2 separate regions of the Zea mays genome follow, and region 2 is linked to region 1. The links are chromatin contacts, called in public Hi-C maps. All regions are on one chromosome and are shown on one strand. Each heading gives the region's core, a stretch centred on a gene start, on an enhancer-like site or on the middle of the called end of the contact. The rest is flanking DNA. Distances are from core to core; before and after follow the strand shown. Region 1 holds the start of LOC103654241. Region 2 holds the start of LOC103654244 (probable pectin methyltransferase QUA2).

Region 1 (7,177 bases), core at 1,627-4,126:
CTAAAGAATGAAATGGCTTTGGTACAAGACTATGCCATATCAGCAAGAGTCAATATAGATTATGACAAGTGATGAGGCGGGCATACGCGATAGCGCATGCTCTTATGGTATGTAAGTGGTGATTAATGTAGAGGATCTTGATGTGTTTAAAGAAGGTATTTATAAAAAAATCGTGGAGTCGTCTCTCCGCGAAAAGACTTATCTGGCTCGTAACCCAAATAGCAACATACACTCCACTTTCCACTGTACGAATTTGTCGTCTGTTGTATCGATTAGATGTTATACAAACGTATTTACTTTTGTATTTATTAATAGACTATATTTATAGTCACTCTATTGTATAATAGAGTCTTTTAGTTGTCTTGTCTTTTATGATTGGAGAACCGTTTTGGTGTCTTTTCGTGCAACGATTTGCCCCGATCTATCGAATCGATCTTCCATGCTCAGAGAGTCGGAGTAGATCGTGCCCCTTTCAGTAAAGCCCTATTGTCGTGGCCGCGTTGCCCCTCCGGAACCCCATGGCCGCGCGTCCGGTTCAAAACTTATTTATTCAACTGCAACTGTGTGCAAGTCTTACAGTTTGTTCAATTGGCAAGCGATCACCTACGTGCAGTTCACCTTCGACGAAGCCGCCAGACGCGTGACGGGAGGACTGCTTAAATATCCTGAGCAGTGATGTGTTTTAGCCTGGTGAAATCTTGTTCCCTTGTCGGGCCTACGACGAGGCGTGCCTACGGAGCACGTGGCACAGCCTGTCCGCCCGCCGTGCGATTCCAGGCGCCTCGTGCGCGTCCGCCGAGACGACGCGTTGGAATTGTTTGACGGCCGGACCGGAGCGCCGGCCAACTTCGACAGCCGACAAGCATCGCTCGCTAGTGGCCATAGTGGGAGGCATCATGTCTGCGTGCGGAGAACACAAGGAGGAGGTGTCGAGAGCGGGGAATGGAGGCCGTGCGGTCTCGGCCTGGATCGGGCGGCAAGGGAACCACGAGCCCAAGCCTCTGACTTTCTTGCTGCCGCGCCCTGGCGTCATTCCAGAGGCAGAGCACGCTACTTGGAGGCTACGTACTCTGCCCACAGTTTGTGCGGGGTCAGGGTCACGGCGAAAGTTGCGTGCTTGCATCATGCGAGCCTTGTTGCACATCCTCCCATTCTGGGCTGCGCCTATAGAAGTGGATGTGACAATGCGTGGCATCCTTTCCTTTGGGAGACTGCTCGGTCCGGCTGTGGGTTGACCATTCTTCCACACGGCACTGATGAAAGCTGTCGTGGCGCAATGAGCACGTGATGAGGAAATGCTGGAATTGGGATGCCATGCAAAATGTACATGACCTGTGACCGTTCGGTGAATAACATTGTTTTAGAGTATAGACAACACTATTTACAAAAGTGTGGTTTCGAAAAAAAAAAGTGGGATATAATAGACATAAACTAGGTTTATGGTTATGGTCTTATGGACTTGGGAACTCCAGTCTAATCTCCATTGTCTCCGCATGTTCGCTACGGCTTACTACGGTTTTAATCCAGCTACGTCTGTCGCTTCTACAGTATTTTATCTCTATAGATTACAGCTGCAGCGGTCCGAACAACAGCAACAACCGCGGCTACAGAGCAGCCGATTAGGCAAATTGCTTGCCGATCTGCTTGAAAGAAAGCGTGTTGTGTTGGTTCGTGCAATCAAACAAATATCGTTTGCTTAAGCATACTAGTAGATTGTGCGCTTTCAGAAAAGCTCGGGAGGCGATCAGAGGGTGTTTGATCTGGTCAGGTAGACAGAAATTTAGGTTTATCCGCACTGGAGGGACTCGATCGGCTACACTACTCGAGATATAGTTACGCAAAGGTTAAAATATGCTACAGCTAGCGGCCTGCCTTATAAGGTTGTCCACATCGGTTCCCCCTAAATTTTTCAGTTTATATGTTACTATGCAGCCACGTCAGCAAGATTCTCTCCCCTATATTCAATCTTCTCGCAACCGTTTCCTCTCTCTCTCTCTCTCTCTCTCTCTATATATATATATATATATATATATATATATATATATATATATATATATATATATATATATATATCAATCCAACTACCATCAACTACCATATTTTTTCAATTTTTATTTTCTTAACGTACAAATCCATTGAATAATTGATTTAATTTTTTCAATTAGACATATAATCTCCATAAAATATTGAGGGGCACATAATGTGTATAATTATGTACTATTTAATTTCTAAATTTTAAAAACCCATAATTAAGTATACAATGGAACACTTGATTACTGAAAATCTCTTAGAACTGAAATTGATAAGCAATCACAATCGCAGTCGGTAAAAAAGTGCAGGAGCATTTGTGAATGGAATCTACTGAAAAGCAACAGGAATCCGAAAAATAAATAATGAACACACACAGAGAGAGGAGCAGCCGAGGATGCCAAACCAACTGGATTGGTACTATCCACAGCAGAGGAGACATGCTTTGGCTGCTCCTGCTCATTTGTTTGATATTGTGATCCAGGGAAAATGACTTGAACACTGATATCTGCGCAGGATGAACAAGGAGAAAAGTTTTTGAAACTGAACAAGGATGGACAAGGTACCAAACTGCAACTGAAATTAACAAGTTACGAAGTCCAAACTGGACAAGGATGAACTAGAATGAACAAGGTACCAAACTGAAACTGAACAAGGTAACAAACTGAAACTGAACAAGGTACCAAACCAAACTGAAACTTGATCACGGTACCTTCAGATGAAGTACTCATCTTCTTGTCTGCCTGAGTCGCTGGAGTTGATAACCAGAGTTGGCTCTTGTTCTTGATCAGCAATTCAACGCAGTAGTTGGTCGGGGTCTCGGGGAGGAGGAGGAGGAGCCAGGGATCAGCTCAGGGAGGACTGGAGGGAGGACCGGAGGAGTCGTTCCTCGTTCACCAGGAAGGAGAAGACAGATGGGAATTGAGAATTTGAGATCACGAGACAGAGAGATCAAAAGAAAACAAGAAAGTAAATATGGTTTTGGAAACAAGGCGCCTGCTCGGAGTACATCGATGGGAATGCTTCCTCAGCGCCGCAACGTCCTGTTGTTGGGCCTCGTCGTCGGCGAGATCGAGCGGATCCGAGTCGGCCTTCCTCCGCCTTGCACATTGTCGTGTCCAGGCCTCCGCGCTGGAGTCCAAACCCACCGCAACGGAGCGGGAGGTTTCTTCGCCAAGGCGCGCTCGCTGCCATCCTCCGGAAGGAAAGGTTGGGGGATGAATAGTGCTCCGCCTGATCTAGCGTGAGAGAGAAGAGGAACCCCAGGTAGGGGGTACTGCAGGGAGAGGCGATGCGGGAGGAAGGGGGTGATTTTTGCCCCTTGCATGAGCACAGTAATAGGGGAGGGGAGCCGTAGGGCAGTGCGTTGCTGACAGTCTAACGACGCTATTTTTCCCTAGGAGTGCTCGAATGGCAAATGTAGCGTTGTACGACACAAACAAACGCTATCCACGGCTTGATAAGGTTGTCCGCAGGCGTTCCCCCTAAATTTTCCCCCCTAAATCTTACTATGCAGTCACGTCAGCAAGATTCCCTCTCCTATATTCACTCGTCCCACAACCGTTCCCCCTAAATTTTACCCTACATATCCCTCTACTCATTAAATATACATTTCCCTATAACTAACATAACTAACTTCAGTTTTTATTTATTTTCTTTTCTGTTTTACGTTAGGCTTAAACAGCTCGTACTTTTTACCAAAAAAATATATTTAATTATTTGTAATACATTACGCATAATATAGAAAAAATCAAATAATTTATCATTTATTTGAAAAATACATACATCATTTCATTTAACATTTAATTGGTAAATGCAAACATTAATTAACAATTCTGGTATGCCAAAATTTTGCATATATATTGGGACGAAATATAATGAACGACACTTTCGTTGCAACATAAACCGTCCAGTCGTACGGACGAAGCCAGGAGTGCCTTACAATGGAAGGCACGGTTGCCTTTCAAAGGAAGCCACGGTTGGCTTCCAATGGAAGCCCCCAGCTTCCCCCTGAAGTCGCTTTGGTCTTCCCTATATATATGCTATCAATCTCTAGCATAATGTACGCCCATTGTTCTGAGTTCATCAAGTTAGCCATAGCTCGGTATGTCTCACAGTCATACGGAAGATGATTATGCTTCGAGTGATTCGAGTGATAGTGAGGACGAAACTATTTTGCTAGTCAAACTACTCACCCTGAACATTGCGGCTCAGCGCCATCACCGACGACGGTTGGGTTTACCTCGCCGTGTCATTCACAGAGATCATTTTGCTGGAGAAAACCTCATCCAGCATCACTACTTTGGCGCGAACCCAGTGTATCCACACCATGTGTTTCGTAGAAGGTACGCACTTCATATTATTGTCATAGGTTATCATTTGTTCAACTTTTCACAAATAACCAATGCAATTTTGTTAGGTTCCGCATGAGTAGGTCATTGTTTCTCCGCATTCTGCAAGGTCTTCAACAGCACAATACTTACTTTACACAAAGAGTAGACGCAACTGGTATGCCCGGACTAGGTCCATTACAAAAAGTTTGTGCGGCAATGCGGATACTTGCTTATGGGTTACCTTCTGATGCGGTAGACGAGTATATTCAAATTGGGGAATCAACCGCTAGGGAATGCCTTCATCATTTTTGTCGCGCAATCATTGCATGTTTTAGTGGCTGGTATTTACGAACTCCAACTCAAGATGACATTACACGCATCATGCATAATGGCGAGTCTAGGGGTTTTCCTGGCATGTTGGGTTCCATAGATTGCATGCACTGGGAGTGGAGGAACTGTCCAACGGTTTGGCGTGGTCAATTTTGTGGCCGAAATGGTAGAGCATCGATGATACTGGAAGCAGTAGCATCGTATGATCTATGGATTTGGCATGCTTTTTTTGGCATGCCTGGGACAAACAATGATGTAAACGTGCTCCACCGATCCCCAGTATTTGACCCAATGACTACTGGTCGAATGCCACCAGTCAATTACACAGTAAATGGTCATGCGTACAACTTCGGTTATTACCTTGCTGATGGTATTTACCCCAACTGGCCTACTTTTGTCAAAGCAAACCGACACCCATACGAGGAAAAGAAAGTATATTTCACTCAGATGCAGGAAAGTTGTCGAAAGGATATTGAGCGTGCATTTGGAGTTCTTCAAGCCCGGTGGGCGGTGCTCCGTGGACCAGCTTATGGTTGGGATCGTAATCGTTTGACAGAGATAATGACAGCTTGCATCATCATGCACAACATGATTGTCGAAGACGAAGGGCCTTTTGCTGCAAACATTGATTTCGGAGACATCTCTTCAAGGATTGAACCATCTCAAATTATAGGAGAAGGCCGGGCGGAATGGGTTATTAACCACTTTGATCTTCGTCGCCAAGAAAGATCGTGCTCACTTCAAAATGATCTTGTCGAGCATTTATGGGCTCGCTGTGGAAGTATGTAAGAATTATGTGTCGTAGCTGCTTAGTTCGCACTTAAATTAAGTCCTTGTAATGTCATGTCGTCTATTTAAGTATTCCAATAAATTACCAAAGTTGTTTCGAAAATGTCCGGACAGCCGGCTTCATATGTGTCGACATACATCGATTTTGTGTACCAGCTACACCATAACATGTATCTTCTTTTCTACGAAGTGTAAACATAGCATTGCAATTGATCTTGGGATTCATGTTTTCTTCTACAATATATAACATACCATAGAATAGGCACAAATATTGTTCAAACATTTATCACAGCCGAGTTCATTATTTTGTAATACAACAGCACACAACTTAACATACATTGGTTCGACCAAATAAATAGTGTTCTCGAAAAAACAGTATCTTAAAGGAACTAAGATAAAATGTCTCAACATCTGTCAACAACACTGTCGACCACATGTAACAGAAGCGTTCACGATTACTCAAAACTAAATATAAACTGCTGCAATTTTTTTCTGTTCCTTCATCATTATCCAAACTTCTGGATCAACATCTTCTTCATTTGTCGACAGCAGCATCTGCAAACGTTTATTTGCCGATTCGAGTTCTTCAAGTTTGAGTTCCCTTTGTCGAATGCTTAACTTTTGTGCTTCCAATTCCAATCTCTTCTTCTGTATGTCCTTGTCTTCTTCACTGCTCTTTTCTTTTTTTTCCCCTTTTCTATGGACCTCTGTATTTGTTTTTCAGTAATTTCTTGTAATCGGCTTAAGTATTCAGGAGAAGAAGAAGATGCACCTTTCTTTCTTTCTGCTTTACTGTAATCACGACCACGGGGCCTTTTCCTGTCAACCCAGTCGATCCACTATCAGTCTCTGGTGCTTCAACTGATGGACACCCCGAAGATGGTATTGATCTTGCATGTAACCCTCTAAACGAATGTCCTTGACAGATGCTCTCCCATTTCGGTTCCCCCTTCAATTGATGCCAGCAATGCATATAATGGAATGGTTTGTGTAACACCCCTGGTGTTACTATAACTAAAACTTGAGCATGACATCATAAGAATTGGCATTGCATATGCTTGATACATCTAGAGTGCATCCACTAGGCAAAAATTTCAAACAAGTTGTGTTGTTTTAATGTTTTTGCAAATGAAACCCTGGTTAATGGACTTAACCCTAAATAGTGGTTAAAGGGGTAAAACTTAACTCAAGTTAAGAAAACCTAAATACTTTATGGTAAAAGTCATAAAATATCCCCAAACACTAAGTTGAATCACATTTATACCCCTGGGATGCCAGAAACCCTAATTGGAACCCTGGAAAACTCTAAGTCCAAACCCTAGGGGCTTATGTGCAAAAGTGATGAACCTTTGGACTAAAATGTAAAAACTACTATGTTTAAGCATCTAAAGCCAATTGGTTCACAAATATGTGAATTTACAAGCCAAACCCTGAGATTTGGACTTAAGTGCAAAATGGACCTCATTTGAGTTCTACACTAAGTCTGAAATTCAGTGTTAAAGGCTTCACTTTAGGGCTTTGTAGCTTGCAAAGCATAGGGTTTTTGCCCTAGGTCACCACATCAAAATTTAAGCTCAACTATAGGAGAACAACTTTGCTTAAAGGTGTGAGCATTGTTGTTAAGGAAAAACTGAAGATAATTACTCCTGAAGTTGGACTGTCAGGCTGGTAGAGACTGAACTTCAGTTGGACAGTGA
Region 2 (7,177 bases), core at 2,332-4,831, 220 kb before region 1:
GCATGTTAAATGGTGGCTGTGGGTCCTCATCACCGGGTCTCTTTGGATGGTCTGAAAATATAAGTGGAGATAGCAAAGACCAGTAGTTTCGCACCATGGAGTCCCAGCTTGAGGTATCATCAGCAAAGACTTCAGGATGCACACCTGTTAAATTATAAGGTTGTTAATGCAAGACAGACAAGCATTTGAACATTAAGACACTAACATATTTTTTAACTTTGTTGATTTGTTTGCTTGTTTTTCCAATTGTACCATGTGGATGTGGTCAAATACTTACCATGTATGTCCAATTCTGTTGAGTTTTGTCTAGCCTGAGATGGCCAGGTGGTACGATATTCAATGGGGATCCAACGCTGACTTCTTGTGCCTGATATGCAGGGGTTTAGTGGTTGGTAGTATGGTGATTCTGGATCATGGCCACATAGCTCAGGCCCAGATTTTCTGTAAAACGACTCTGTAAGTTAATTACTAGTCTAAACAGGTAAACATTTATTATTATAAAACTTGTAGGTGTTGATAAGCAGCATAGTACCTCGAATTGTAACAGTCCCTTTTATTTGTCTTTTTCCATACAATTGTCTCATCTTGTTGTGACAGCATCTCCCAACAAAGACCCTCAGCAAAGTCACGAATGGCTGTCCATTTCTTTTGATTTTCTTTGTCACGCAAGGCTCTATGTGTATTCAAATTTGATGTCCATACAAAATACCCATCAGGCCTCAAAAGCCTGTTCACTTCAACTAAGAAAATGCCATCTGCAAAATTACAGAGAAAAGTGATGTTTACATATTTAGTAAGACTGTAAGAGATACTCCCTCCGTTTCTTTTTATTTGTCGCTGGATAGTGCAATTTTACACTATCCAGCGACAAATAAAAAGAAACGGAGGGAGTACTACTTTATCGCCATCCTAGAGTACCAAATTAAACGTGTCTTTACAGAAATCATATGTATGCAAAGTTTGCAGTAGCAAGGGTTAGAAGTCAACCAAAAGTTACCCACAACTGTACATCCTCAAATATTTAATATGCAGCTAGACATTTATATTGATCTTTACATGTGAAGTGCTAACTTAATATATTGCTTAATAACATTATATTTAATAAGAGCCAAGACATGTGGAAGAAGAAGACTTAAGACGTACCATTTTTGTACCATTCGATATTGCATTTCGCACAATGCACCATATCAAAGGAAAGATAGGGATATGGAAGCTGCTTCGTTGCAAATGAACCAATCATTGCAGGAATGCCTCTCTCTAGTGTAATTTGCACTTGGCTGCCTGATGCTTCATAGTTAGCAATGCACATGGTCAAGAGATCTCTCTCAAAAAGATGTGCCCCAAAGGTACCAAATCCACATTCTATGTCAAGGACTGTCCTGACCTGAAAATGGCATAGAAGAAACACCATCAGCAAGAAGAGTTTCAGTAAACATAAGTACATAACAATTATCCAAAGTCTTACTCTAGGCAGTCAGAGCATAAAGTGGTCTACAAGGTATGTCCAACTGTGTTTTGCATAATGATATTTTAAAAAATAATGTTCAAATAATGGATCATAGTGGAGATCCTAAGGTCCTGCCAACATACTTTTGCAGGTACAGTAGTAAACTCTGACATACACTTTCCAGCACATTGGGCATGTATATTTGTCAAATTAAGTAGAAATAGACCGGCACTTCCAGCAAGTCTACTCAACATGCAATATTTCTGAAGGACAAGTGGAAAGACTACAACAGACAAGTGTAGCTGAATAACAAATCATGATGTAAAAGGATCAGCTTAATGCTTAAACTGGTAAAAGTGGGACAGGGGTTCAGGGGTTTTCTCGACAAATGTGAGAAAGTCTTTTTCTTAATACAATGCCCGGGGGCTGTCTTACCCCCCGCAGGTCGATAAAAAAAATTCTTAAACTGGTAAATCAGACACGGAAACAATTTACGACGAAATACTGTTTTCCAAATAAACAGAACAGTTTTTCCCCAAAAGAACTGGACAACCATTAAAATTTAAATTTAAATACTTGAAAAGGTACCAAACCCAAAGCAAATGCTTTAAGGAGATCGCAATGCTTACTTATTGGAACCACTAAGTACAGGTGTTGAGTCCTTGAAAAAAAACCTAAATGTACGGAAAACCTTGGCAGAAGCCAGCAAATTCATATGGTGTTGACGAAGAGCACTAGCAATAGCAAGAGTGGGTGGCTCTTTTAAGAATGAGATTTTGTACAAAAGGACACCTCGTCGACAGAAATATCATTGGTTCAGTTCTATACTTTTACTTCAGCTAGTTCTGGACGTGCCTTCACTAGATTTGAAAGTGAAATAGGTAATTACAGGTAGTAATAAACTGAACAGGTGGCAACAACTCACTCCAGCCTCATTGAAATTGAACTCATTACGCAACCCAATCATCTCGGCAATTTGATGGGCATAATCCTCCACACCGTCGGCCATGTGCGCGTCGGACGGGAACGAGATCTGGTCCTCCTCCACCATCATCCTGTTATCAATGAGCAACCACCCAATTCACAACCAGCAGACCAAACCCAACAACACCTCGAATTTCACGGACGGGGCAAATTTTGTTGACACACCTCTTGAACAGGCTCCCGGACGAGAACTCGTGCCCGCTAATCCGCACGTTGTCCTTCCAGATGAAGCCCTTGCCGCTGGGCCATCGGACCGGAATCCGGTAGCTCCGCGGTGGCGCGACGAGGCAAGTGACCCTGCCGTCGCGCGTGCACTGGCGGTCGTAGCTTATGGCGACGCCGGCGCCCAGATCCGAGACGTCGACGGCGTCCGTGACGTTGTAGTAGCAGGGCACGTAGTCCTCGTACTCGGGCGGGCACACCTCCGCCTCCTTGGCGCGGGCGCCGCCGCCCGCGAGCTCGCCGATGTCGAGCAGGTCCGCGACCAGCTGCTCCTGCAGCCGCCGGTACCCGCGGTGCGCGGCGGCGGCGGCCGCGCGCGCCGCCGCGCCGCGCCCCGCGTAGAGCGTCCCCGCCCACGCGACCGAGCCCACGAGCGCGGCCGCCACCAGCAGCAGGACCCCGACCTTCACCGCCGCGTCCGCGAGGTGCCGCTTCCGCGCGCCGCCCCGGCCGAAGCCGCCGCCAATGCTGTTCTCGCTGGGCTCCTTGGGGTCGTAGTACGCGTACGCCTCGTCCGCCGCCGCCAGCTTGCCGCCGATCCCCGACACGCCCCTGTACAACGCGCGCGACATGCCTGCTGCTGCGGATGGATCTCAGGGGCCGCGCTAGTGCCGCATGGAACGCGACACGCGTGCCGCCACGCCACTGGACCGCAGCAGCGAGCAATTCCGCGTTGGCCTGCGCTGCGCTGCCTGCCGCTGCTCCACTTAGCACTACGGCCTCCTCGCCATTGCACGAGTAATGGGGATAGAGAAGATAGCAGCAGCAGTACGGCACGAGTATAAATCGAGTGAGACCCTTCGCCGTTTCCCTCCGGAATGCGGATCTCCTCCTCGCAGGACGGAACGGGGAGAGCAGGCGAGCAGCAAGATGAACACGGCCGTAAGCCCGTAACACACTAACACCAGTCGGTGGGCTGGTGCCTACTCCCTGATATAGCAGTAATAAATAGAGCTGAAGATTACGCTGGTCGAATGTCTGAATGACAGGTGGGCCATTGTCCACTGGGCCCTGCGGCCGGTGGCAGAGACGGGGTGTGTGCGTTGGGTTGGGCGTGGTGGGGCTGTTGGGAATGGAACTGAAAAATGCGTGCGGGCCCCGCAGGATTTTGGAGGTGTACCGATTTCGTTTGACGTATGTTGTTGGGTTCGGCCGGTCTCGTGATGCTACAGAAAGTCGCATACTCCCGTTGTTTAAACTCTGGCACGTAGTAGAGATTATTATACTAACACTGACGATTTACAGGGTGATTAGTTGATAATTGTGCTGGACATTAGATCCCAAACCGCTGCCGCCGCCGCATGTCACTCATGTGCAATCCCGGGGATCACAGGTAAAAAAGAATCCCAGCATGTGTACTAGGACGACGAGGATTGACCGGGGCAAGTTTAGGGTGTTTGGTTTGACTTTTGGCTTTGTCTTTTGCCCTCTAAAAGCCAAAAATCAAACTAAAAGGCTAAATCTAAAAAGCAGCTTTTTCTAAAAACCGACTTTCTTATAGTGCAAAACTAAAAGCAACTCTCGACCTGCTTTTAGCAGCTTTTAGGTGGAACTGTGAAAATATATATGAAAGAATTTTTAGCGACTTTTAGTGGTTTCCACCCAACGATTTTTAGCTTTTTAGCAGTTCACAGTCCACAACAGTTTTTTCATAGCTCACAACCCACAACAGTTTTTTTCACCGCCACAGCCCAACCAAACAGACTCTTATACACACACCATCAAAAGAAGCAATGCATAATGTCGGACGGAAAACCCAGCATGTATATTAGAGTCTGCTTGGTTCGTAGCTAACTGCATCACACTTTGTCTAAGAGCATCTTCAACAAGGTGACCCATAAAAATGCCTTATAACATGAAAACGAGATGTTTTGAGTCACCAAAAAACAATTTAAGTCCAACATTAAAGCCTTAAATCAGAGTAGTTATCCAAAATCTGGTTTAGCCAACCCTCCCATGCGCAGCCAGGTTTTCAATTTCCCTCCCGCCGAACCTCTGTACCGCTCGTTGTCGCCTCTTGCTCCTGCCCGGCGCCGTTGACCTACACCCAAATGCCAACCCAGGATCGAGACCAGGAACAACTACTCCCCTGCTGTCGCCCGTTGTTCCTCCACCCAGGCGTCCTGCACTTTCTTCCTCCTGCTGCTATGCTAATCGGACATCTGCCTTCTACACCTAGTACAAGGCCTTGGAATGGCGACGCAGCGACGGAAGTACTAGCCGTGGACCGCCTCGGTCTTCGATGAAGGCGCAGGGCGCTTCTCGGTAGGTTGAACTCCTTAAGGCATCGCATGAGGGAGAAGGGTTGTTGTGCTTCTAGCCAGGATCGGAGAGGAAACAAATAGTGCGCAGTGGAGGGTCGTGAGAGCCGGCAGCGGGTCGCGACTCGCAAGAGCTAGCGGCGCGAGGTTTGTATGAGGAGAAGAAACCCGTGAACGTTCAGTTCGTTGAGATTAGGAGATAGGTCAGCCCAATTGGGTGCAATATATTTGTGGCACTTCTAGAGGTGCCCTTTATTTTTTTGATGAAATTTGGTAAAATAATGCACTATTGGAGTTCTTTTTCCTGTGATAAGCTCTATATTTTGATTTAGATCACTTATTTAGGACACTCTTGAAGATGCTCTAAGATTAGTCGCTCGAATTGAAGAGCTAAACTTAGGCAGAAAAGTTAGGAAAATATAGCAAGTTAGTCAGCAAACCAAACACACCTTTTTCATGGGGTGCGGCGAGAGTTTAAACAGAAAAAAAAATAACATGGCGTCTAGATCTTAGGTTCTGGTATTTCTCATAAATTCAGGACGCCATTTCTTTAAGGTTGTGAGCTGCCTGCTGACCACTGCGGTCCGGCAGGATTGGCAGGATTGTAATAATAGGAATATTTCCGTCGAATTAAAATCATCTGTTTAGACTAATGCTCATTATTTTTTCTTACTATTTAACTCTTTAATTACTTTTGCATAAATATTACATTCTATATATATAGTATTTAACTCAAACAGACTATCTAGTGTAGCCGGTAGAATGGTTAGCTAAGTTTAACTAGTGAGAGTCAGAAAGTTTGACAAGTTAAATAATTAGTCTGTTGAAAAGTTATTTTGCAGTTGAGTAGCTAAAATTTGGTTTGACGAGACATTTAGCTAGTCTCTTAAATATACTCTAATTTATAGAAACAGAATAATGTAAAAACAAGCTGATTAAACCAAGAAAAAACCCTCGCCGCGCCGCATGCACAAAAGCGCGTGGCTGGCTAGCTCTGGCTCCCCGTGTGTGCCGACGCCGGCGGATACTGGTCAGTGATCATGGGGAATAATGGGGATGCCGCCACTTGGAAAGGCGCATCCGGTCGGAGCACACAGGTGTGCGGTCGCGGCGGCAAATTCGCGCTTCCACGCAGGGAGGGAGAAAGACTGAAAGAGAAAGAATCGACCGCGGTTGCATTATATTTTTTGGCGCCTCAATCCTTCGCGAGCGCGAAACTGTCGGTCTGCCTGCCGTACCGTTTCTGTGTGCCGTGAAGTGAATTGAGCCTACCCACTCCTCTGTGACGCTGCAGCGCCCATTTCCCGGCCACGGCCTCGCCGCGCACTGCCGCTGCCATCCCCGGTTGGGTTTGGTGGTGTTGGGCTGTTGGCTGTTTGATTTGAGGTCGTGGGGCGGCGTGAGTGGGTCAGTGGTGCTGCCAACGTCTGTTGCCGTCGCCATCTGCATCTGTCTCTAAACTAACCTCGCAAGTGAAGTGTGATCAAGCCCCGTTATGACTGTGTGAGAGCACTGTGAGGCAGAACTCTGGCGAGGAAATGTGGTCAGCGGGCTAGATCGCCAGCAAGGACTGTTAGGTCATCCGTCACTACTGCATGCATGCATGAATTCAATCAAGGTGGTGGGGTACGGTAGCACGTCGTTGATGACGAGGAATCATTTGGATGCGGCCAAGCAGACACCGTCCACTAGCATGCGTACGCGTTGTTCAGGAGAGGAGAGATTTTCCTATGTTATTACTATTACTACTTACTACTGTAACCGGATGTCAATGATGCACTGGATCGGAAGGGAAGAAGATCGGGACATGCAACGCCGAGGGCTGGGGACTGTGTAGGCCATGCCAACGCTGGACCACTCATGTCGAGAATTGCCAGAGCTCCCCCGTGCTGACCAAGTAACCATGCGTGCTGCTTCTCTTGCACTGCCACCGACAACGTCCATCTAGCTACCGTCCTCTGCAATTGGTGCTCGGGGTTCTATTTTCTCGGTGGCATCCGTACCCCCCCCTCGATCGAGGAGTAGGCATACGGCGTACCACCGCACGTACAAAATGCACATGAACTCATGAAGTAGCGAATGCATGCACGCACAGCAGTACAAAAGGGCCATGGTACTGCCTGTACACGTAGACCTCCGTCTACTCCATTGGGTCGAGACGCGGGTTTGAGATTGAGAGCCGCAGCGGCACCAGTGGCGACGGAGCTGAGTTGGCGATCGATGGTGACGATCGAGCACCGGCCGGACGGGGGCCCCGTCGGCG

The links. A called contact is a pair of places that touch in the nucleus more often than the background predicts.
Region 2: a contact with region 1 is called in a Hi-C map of leaf, with 5 times the contacts expected there. The contact joins the promoter of LOC103654244 here to the promoter of LOC103654241 in region 1. A contact is called at or near these places in 2 of 25 Hi-C or Micro-C datasets (bundle sheath and leaf).

The regions. Positions count from the first base shown.
Region 1 is chr4:185,213,891-185,221,067 of Zm-B73-REFERENCE-NAM-5.0, reverse strand. LOC103654241 reads right to left here and starts at 2,876. Exons shown (of 2, transcript XM_008681070.4): 1 at 2,741-2,876; 2 at 530-1,263. The coding sequence starts at 2,759. The coding sequence ends at 716.
Region 2 is chr4:185,438,613-185,445,789 of Zm-B73-REFERENCE-NAM-5.0, reverse strand. It overlaps LOC103654244 (probable pectin methyltransferase QUA2), which reads right to left and starts at 3,581. Exons shown (of 8, transcript XM_008681074.3): 1 at 2,597-3,581; 2 at 2,373-2,502; 3 at 1,144-1,384; 4 at 533-755; 5 at 278-441; 6 at 1-144. The coding sequence starts at 3,225.